2 separate regions of the Rattus norvegicus genome follow, and region 2 is linked to region 1. Evidence: chromatin contacts called from public Hi-C data. All regions are on one chromosome and are shown on one strand. Each heading gives the region's core, a stretch centred on a gene start, on an enhancer-like site or on the middle of the called end of the contact. The rest is flanking DNA. Distances are from core to core; before and after follow the strand shown. Region 1 overlaps Tspear (thrombospondin-type laminin G domain and EAR repeats). Region 2 overlaps Ube2g2 (ubiquitin-conjugating enzyme E2G 2).

The links. A called contact is a pair of places that touch in the nucleus more often than the background predicts.
Region 2: a Hi-C map of liver shows a contact between it and region 1, with 4 times the contacts expected there. The contact joins two enhancer-like sites. A contact is called at or near these places in 10 of 12 Hi-C or Micro-C datasets (the A7r5 cell line, the Rat2 cell line, Schwann cells and 6 more).

What each region holds. Positions count from the first base shown.
Region 1 is chr20:10,773,879-10,777,789 of GRCr8, forward strand. Tspear (thrombospondin-type laminin G domain and EAR repeats) reads right to left here. Exons shown (of 12, transcript XM_063279613.1): 11 at 3,242-3,343. Among named protein-coding and RNA genes, the nearest start is that of Lrrc3, 16 kb to the left of the region's middle. Within about 2 kb of position 2,148, at least 2 of the 93 cell types and tissues checked have an H3K27ac peak or open chromatin away from gene starts, as enhancers often do. A contact at or near this core is called in liver, where this site is marked.
Region 2 is chr20:10,998,867-11,002,785 of GRCr8, forward strand. The region is part of intron 1 of Ube2g2 (ubiquitin-conjugating enzyme E2G 2); the gene reads right to left. Among named protein-coding and RNA genes, the nearest start is that of Ube2g2, 4.2 kb to the right of the region's middle. Within about 2 kb of position 1,560, at least 13 of the 93 cell types and tissues checked have an H3K27ac peak or open chromatin away from gene starts, as enhancers often do. A contact at or near this core is called in liver, where this site is marked.

The DNA of each region.
Region 1 (3,911 bases), core at 898-3,397:
GAGATGGGTTTCTCTTCACCTCCCCAGTGCTGGGATTACACACATGGGATGGCTTTCGTAGGTGGGGTGGGGGGTGGGGATTGACCTTGGGTCCTTTTCAGTAGGCGCTTTACTGAGACATCTCCCAAGTCTTTTCAAAAGGTTCTTGGCCACCATTATTCTTCAATGTTGCCACACTCCCTCCAGTAGAGTCTGTGTGACTGGGCGAAAGCCTGGCATGCTCACCCGAGGTGACGACTTCAAGGAAGTCAGTCTCCTGGAGGGGTTGGCTGCGCTCTCAGAAGGATACGTGCTTCACGGGTTGTGGCTGCCATGCTTGGAACGTCTTTTCTTGCTATCTCATTTCTACCCTGTGTACTTTTGCTCAGGGCATGTCCTGCCCTATTATCCACCCATGACAAAGAAAGATCACAGAAAGTGCAAAAGTACTTGGATTTGGCCTTTCTGTGGGAAAATGTCACCATTTATCTTATGGAATAGGGACTTTTGGCTGAACTACAGTGGTAAGAATTGCTTTACCAGAGTCCCCTGTAAAGACATATAGCCCTTAAGAGTGGGGATGGTTAGACAGGAAATTATTCCAGTCACTCACTCTTATGAGTTTCCTTTATAGGACCCTGAAATCTCTAAAAAGAGGGGGCTTTGTGGCATCCCTAAGAGATTCCTGGATGGCAGATGGCATGGCTTATAGCAGGGAGACCGGTAGTTTCGCCCCTGTAAGGAGGATGGGGCCAATGCGTGCTCCCCTTGATCCCTTGCCATATACAGGAGTTTATGATGAATCTGGCAATCGATGGATCAGTCACAACGGAGAAAAGGTATCACATTATTCACTCCCATTTATGGGGGAATTGGCACAGTCGTGACCCCCATGGTGTTGATTATTTAAAGAGAATAGAGCTAGTATCATTACACAGTTACAGCAGCCCCTAAGTAGAGTTAGTGTTGGAATTAAATATATTAGAGGAAATTAGGAGGAAGAAGCCCATATACGATGAATCTAATTTGGTAGCTCACAAAGCAACAGAAAGGCTACCGTAAAATCTCAGATAGTTGACTGCTGACTACAGGTACCACTGTGTGGCTTGCCAACTTGGCTACTGTCTCAAACGTTAGAGATAACATCAACTTGCAAATGAATGGTTTACTGATTTCTTGGAATTGGGTCCAATCTATGAATATCTAATAAGAACATTGTAAAACCGTTCCCGGGGACCTTTGTCCTTTCTGTTCCTGTGTATGTGCAACATTGCTTTTCGCTTCACTTTATGATTATAAAAGTCTGATGCTTGAATAGAAAAATAGCACTCAGATCCAAGACCACCTTGTGTCTGTGTCTGTTTGTCATCTGCTGACACCTTGCCCACCTGAAACCAGTCCCTCTGGGTTGCCTTAACGGTCTGTGGCATGACGTGAATTTACTTTTCTCTTAAGTTTATTTTATGCGTGCGTGTGTGTGTGTGTGTGCGTGTGTGTGTGTGTGTGTGTATGTGGAGTGTGTCCTGCGATTTTGAATAGTCCTGTGACCTTCCCAGACTGCATGCGTGGAATGATTGGGAGTTACCATGTGGGTGCTGAGAACCAAATTGAAAGAGCAGCAAGGGGTTGGGGATTTAGCTCAGTGGTAGAGTGCTTGCCTAGCAAGCGCAAGGCCCTGGGTTCAGTCCCCAGCTCCGAAAAAAAGAAAAAATAAAAAATAAAAAAGAGGAGCAAGTGCTCTTAGCCACCGAGCCATCTCTCCTTTAACAAACCTCTGTCATGTTCAAAAGACCACAGCAATGAATCTGAAAGTCCAAGCAAAGCCCTAACTTTCTAATAAACTGCAGGTGACCGAAGCATTTCAGGAGAGCGGAGACCCGAAGAAGCAGGTAAGTGTGAGGGGAGATGGATCACAAAGAGGTCCCAGAAACTGTCCTGGCGACAGGTGCAGAGAGAAGCTGCATCGTCTGCTTATAAACTTATAGACTACTACAGGGTGTCACAGACAGACTTCCCTTCCTCTCAGAAACCAGTCTGAGCTACAGTTGGAATCCAGAAGGTTGCAGAAATTCTGAGTCAGCAATTGGAAACTGGGATGAAGAAAGTCTGAGTCTGACCTCAGTGGCTCTGCTCCAAACAAATCTCTCACTGTCTGTCATCACACCAGCAGGTCAACCTCTCCCGCCCTAAGTGCTATGGACGCCTAGGGAAATCAGGAGCCAGGCGGGCTGAGGCACCTCCCTAGCTGTGACGTTTAGATCAAAGCCACAGGACTGGAGAGATAGCTCAGCGGCTAAGAGCACTGACTGCTCTTCCAGAGGTCCTGAGTTCAAATCCCAGCAACCACATGGTGGCTCACCACCATCTGTAATGGGATCTGATGCCCTCTTCTGGTGTGCATGAAGACAGCTACAGCGTACTTATATAGAATAAATAAATAAACCTTAAAAAAAAAAGTTTAGATCAAAGCCACAAAGCAGAACGGTTGGCTGCCACTGCTGCTGTCCAAGATAGTGATGGAACTTTGAGCTAGTTAGGCGACTAACTAAGCTATTGAAGCCTTACCAGGTAAGGGTGCCACTACCTTCATGGAAGAGACAGCCAGTGTGGCTAGGGCCCTGAGACTCCTCCCTTTAAAGCCATTTGGCAGTGTTTTCAGGTGACTGATAAAGGGCTGGGAACGCAGCCCGCCCCACTCGTGGTTAAGCACTCAAAAACTACTAGACAGGGCTGGAGAGATGGCTCAGTGGTTAAGAGAACCGACTGCTCTTCCAGAGGTCCTGAGTTCAATTCCCAGCAACCACATGGTGGCTCACAACCATCTGTAATGGGATCAGATGCCCTCTTCTGGTGTGGCTGAAGACAGCTACAGTGTACGCACATACATAAAATAAATAATTCTTAAAAAAAAAAACTACTAGACAAAAAAAAAAAAAAAAGCAAGGGGAGTGTCTCAATATTAGAGGAAAACCAGGCCCCATAAATTCCCACTAATTTGCCCATCCATCTACGCGTCGTTAGCTGACAGTCTTTACCTGAGGGGCGTGGCCCTCGGGATGTCGCTGATACAGCCTGGTGACAGATTCCCTGTCCTGGTCGGACTTGGGAAAGCGCACCCTCAGGCTGATGGTCTTGACTTGTTCTGAGCCAGGGGTCACCTTCCGCCCCGCCCCCCTTGAAGGGAATGGAAATTCCCCTCCCCCAACCCCATACGATGAACCCTGAGATGGGAGGATGACCCCTGACCTTCAGCGGTCCTTACCTGTAAATAATACTGTTCACTGAGAAGGTGTTTCCGTCAAAGGAGTTCGCGACCACCAGGAAGTGATCTTCTCCCACCGAGAAGAACTCCCAGTCCAGCGCGCTGAGGAGACAGAGGGCGGGGTGAAGACACTAATGCTTTTGCAGAGCCAATGCCCGCCCCATGTTGGATTCTGGGAAGGTCTTGTCTCCTGAGTTACACCTCACTCTCCCGCTGAGCAACGTCTTCCATTATTTTGTTTTTTAAGATTTATCTTGGGGCTGGAGGGATGGCTCAGCAGTTAAGCGCACGGTCTGCTCTTCCAGAGGACCTGGGTTCAATTCCCAGCACCTATGGAGCAGCGCCCAACTGTCTGGTTCTAGGGGATCGGGCATCTTCACCCAGCATACGTGCAGGCAAAACGTCAATATACATTCAAAAACAAATTGAAAATGGAATAGAGCAAAAAAAATAATTTAAAGGGGTTGGGGATTTAGCTCAATGGTATAGCGCTTGCAAGCAAAAGGTCCTGGGTTCAGTCCTCAGCTCGGGGAGGGGGGTGGGAGCCTGGTGTGGCAATGTGACTCCCTCCAGGGCCACTGGGCCCAGAGCCTGCGGGCAGCTCTGTTGAGAGTGGTTCTGGGTTGAGAGGGGCATTACTATTTCCTCTCTTTGTTCTTTGTCCCAGGTG
Region 2 (3,919 bases), core at 310-2,809, 220 kb after region 1:
GGGCGTGACTATGGAAAGGTTCAGCAGGGGACCACTGTAGCTAAGTGACAGCCTATGTCTGCACAGAATGGAAGCAAGGACTGGTTCTCACCGTGACTGCATGGCATGGGGACTTCCACACCCCCAGCACACTCCATAATTAGTCTAAGTTAAAAATAGTGGGGGGAGGAGTGGACGAGGGGCTGGAGAGCCGGCTCAGTGGTTAAGAGAATTCACTGCTCTTACAGGGAGGGGCCCAGGACTGGCTCCCAGCACCCATGTGGCAGCTCACAGTTTCAGGGGATTTGACACCGTTTTCTGGCCTCTGTGGGCACTGTACTCAGGTGTGTACTTTAAAACATGCAGGTAAACACTCAGAAAATAGCAATGTGATTTTTAAGTGAATGGGAGCGTTGGGGAGATCTGAAGAAAGCCAGACAGAGAGAAAAGACCAGGAGCACCAGCAGTTGCGTGCGTGCGTGCGTGCGTGCGTGCGTGCGTGCCAGCCAGCATACTTCAAGGAAGCAGGCGGCGGACACCAAGTACCATGGAGGCTTTGGGCACAGGCTGGCTACACAGTGGGCTCTACAGTGTCCCTCTGAACCTCTTCGCAGACACAGGCTGGGACAGAGAACAGAAGCAGCTTGCCAAGCTGTGTACTCAGTCATCTGAGTCTAGTCCGACTTCTCTGATTGTAAGACTTAACACAGGAGGCAGAGGTTCTGCGCTGCTGAAATGTGGGGATGAGAAGGAGGCCCAATGCGGTGAACAAAGGGCGCCTAGGGCAAAAGGTAGCAGAGCTGTGTGCTTTGTGGGAGTCCCTTTGTGGGAGTCCCCAGAACGGCAGCCAGCGCCATCCCACCCACTTTGCTATCCAGCAGTGACCCCTGCTGGTCAGAAACGAACAGAGTCAGCGGCAGGGAGGCTTCAGGACAACGTGCACAGGTAAGCGCACGCAAAACCACAGCTCCATGTTCAGTAATAAACACAAGTTCCAGAGGAGAAATAATTACTAACCATATCAGAAGCTTTCAAAGACCATTCCCTGAAAGTGGTGATTTTTTTTAAAAGCTATTTTTCTTAAAAGCTGCTTAAATAGGCACTGTGTGAACAAAATATAAGTTCTTCTCGAACTCGGTGGTTCCGTGTCTAGAGGCCTTGACTGGTAAAGACAAGAAAGATGGCTGCAGGGGTTACTCCTCCAAGAAGCTGAGAAAATACCGAGGCCCTATAGTGGGAGACCAGGGAAATCCGGCTCACACCAGCATGCTCTCCACACTGCACAGGAAGCTCCTGGACATGCTGAGGAGACAACCAGGGGAAGAAGAAACCACACTTCAAGTAAAGTCATCAGGTCAGGTCCTAATGCCACCTGCCTAAGTCCCCTCTGAGGCCTCCAGTCAGCAGGGTCTACAGTGAGTTCCAGGTCAGCCAGGACTACATGGAGAAACCCTGCAAAAACAAACAATGGGGAAAGAAAAAGAAAAACAAACAGAATGGAAGGGGCAGAGTGGTGAGACAGCGTGCTGGTGAGACTGCACAGAAATACACCCAACAACTGGGCGGGTCCTTTCACACTGAACAACTGGGCGGGTCCTTTTACACTGACCAGGCATTTTGAAAGTGATTCACAGAGAAAAGCACACAATGTTCACAGCAGATCTTGTTGTCGTAGCCAAAAGTTGGCAACATCCCAGAGATCATCAGGAAGCAAATGTTTAAACAGTGCAGCCTGACCATGCAATGGGCTATCACTCTACATTAAAAAGGACGCTGTTCTGGGGAGATGATCTTCCAGAGGACCCAGGTTCAGTTCCCAGCACTCACACAGCAACTCACAACTTCAGTTCCAGGAGATCCGACTCCCTCCTCTGGCTTCTGCAGACACCGGGCATGTGCTTGGTACACAGACATATGCATAGGCAAAAGACCATATGCATAGAATAAAACTAAAACCTTTCAAAAGAAAAGAAGAGCTGGAGAGATGGCTCAGCGGTTAAGAGCACTGACTGCTCTTCCAGAGGTCCTGAGTTCAATTCCCACAACCATCTGTAATGAGATTCGATGCCCTCTTCTGGTGTGTCTGAAGACAGCTGCAGTGTACTCATAAAATAAACAAATCTTAAAAAAAAATTAAAGCAAAACAAAAGAATTTAAAAAGAAAACAGAAAAGAAAAGGAACACAGCCACTGCTCCCTAGTCTGTGAATATTCAGGGTCAACAGAGATCTAAGGATAATCAAAATATCAGTGGAAATTCCCAAGTAAACAACTGGTCCATTTTAACAGGCGATTGAGAGAACTATAGTGAAATCTCACTCCACCCTGCCGAGTCCTGCCAGGACTTTTACCCAACAGTTGTAACTGCCCAGAAGTTCTATTTCATCACTTGCTGCGGTAAGGGTAAGGGGACACTGCAGCACAGACAAGTCCAGAGCAACCATGCTGAATGCAGAGGCTGGAGGAGGGGACAGAGGGGTCCCAGGGCAGGGCATTCTGAAGATGCTATTCACACTGTGGACGTGACACACTCGAACATACAGGACCCTACAGTCCAGCAAGAAAGTCAGCCCTGTGCAAAGCCTGCCAGAGACAGACAGAAAAGGCAGAGCTAGCCTTTTGCATACGTGAAAGGATGCTGCCACCTCACTCGTAATCACTGACACACAGTTCGAGCCACAGGATACCATCTAACACCTACCAGACAAGGTGAAGACCCAAAAGCCTAATGTAGAAGTGGAAATCCTAAGCTGTGGTGGACCATGGCATGCACCAGAAAAGCCACAGGCACAAAGAGTTTAGCATATCTGGTAAAGCTCGCTGGTCACTCAAATGCAGCATGGGTCTGAATCATGCTCCCACTGCAAACCCGCACATATGCACCATGAGATTTTCACAACTGCAAATAACTTCAGTGTCTACCAGCAGCAGAGCAGATGGGGTCTGGTTTATTCATAAAAAGAAATCCACTCAGCCAGGAGAGGGAACTGCAGTCAGTCACGGGCTTCGAGAGAAAGGGAACTGAGACACGAGGCTGGGCAAGAGGTTCCAGGGCAAAGCAAACAAAAAACATATACTGTATAATTTCTATTAAGACAAACAAAAGAAACCACACTGTCCAGAGATAGACCGGCAATAAAGAAAGGAAAAGAACAGGAACTCGGTGTGTTGGTAACTCTGGTGGTGCTGGGAAGAAGATGACTCTGGGTCACTGTCATGCTCTGCTCTACAAGCAGGGCCTCATGGAAACCACGGTACTCACCGGGCCATTACTGTAACAAAGTGCCTGAGACAGTCACCTTACAGAGAGGAAAGTTTTGGCTTACGGCTTTGGGAATCCCACTGTATGTCTGAATGCCTGCTTATGAAAAGGTACAATGCAGCAAGGAGCAGCAGGCATGGCCAGGAAACAAGAGAGGAGGCACTGGGAGCAGATTCTTAAAGGGAATATAGAGGCCCCAGCCTTTCCACGTCTTTTGTGTCTGGCCTTAGGTTTACTCTGGTTCATGTCCCCACTCAGATGTGCTGCCTCCGTGGGCAGAGACACTTCCTGCCAATTCTGACAACCTGAGCTCGAGATTCCCAGATCCACACAGAGGAAAGGGAGAACTGACTCATTCATGCCAGTTGTCCTGACTTCTGCACATGCACAGTGGCACTCGCCTGCCCACACACAAATACACAAAAACAACTGTGATTTTAAAACAATCTCAAGTCTACCCTAAATTGGGAACTGGGACACCGTCTGGAAACGGAGTCTCAGCAGAGGTACAGAATTAGATACAGAACACATTGAGACCGGGCCCTAAGCCAGCGACTGTTGACTTTTCAAGTGGAAAATCTGAATGCCAACAACACCCAGGCGAAGATGACCACAGGACTGTCCAGGAGAGGTAGGCGTTACACTAACACAGCTAAGTAACCCAAAGTGCCAGCACTCT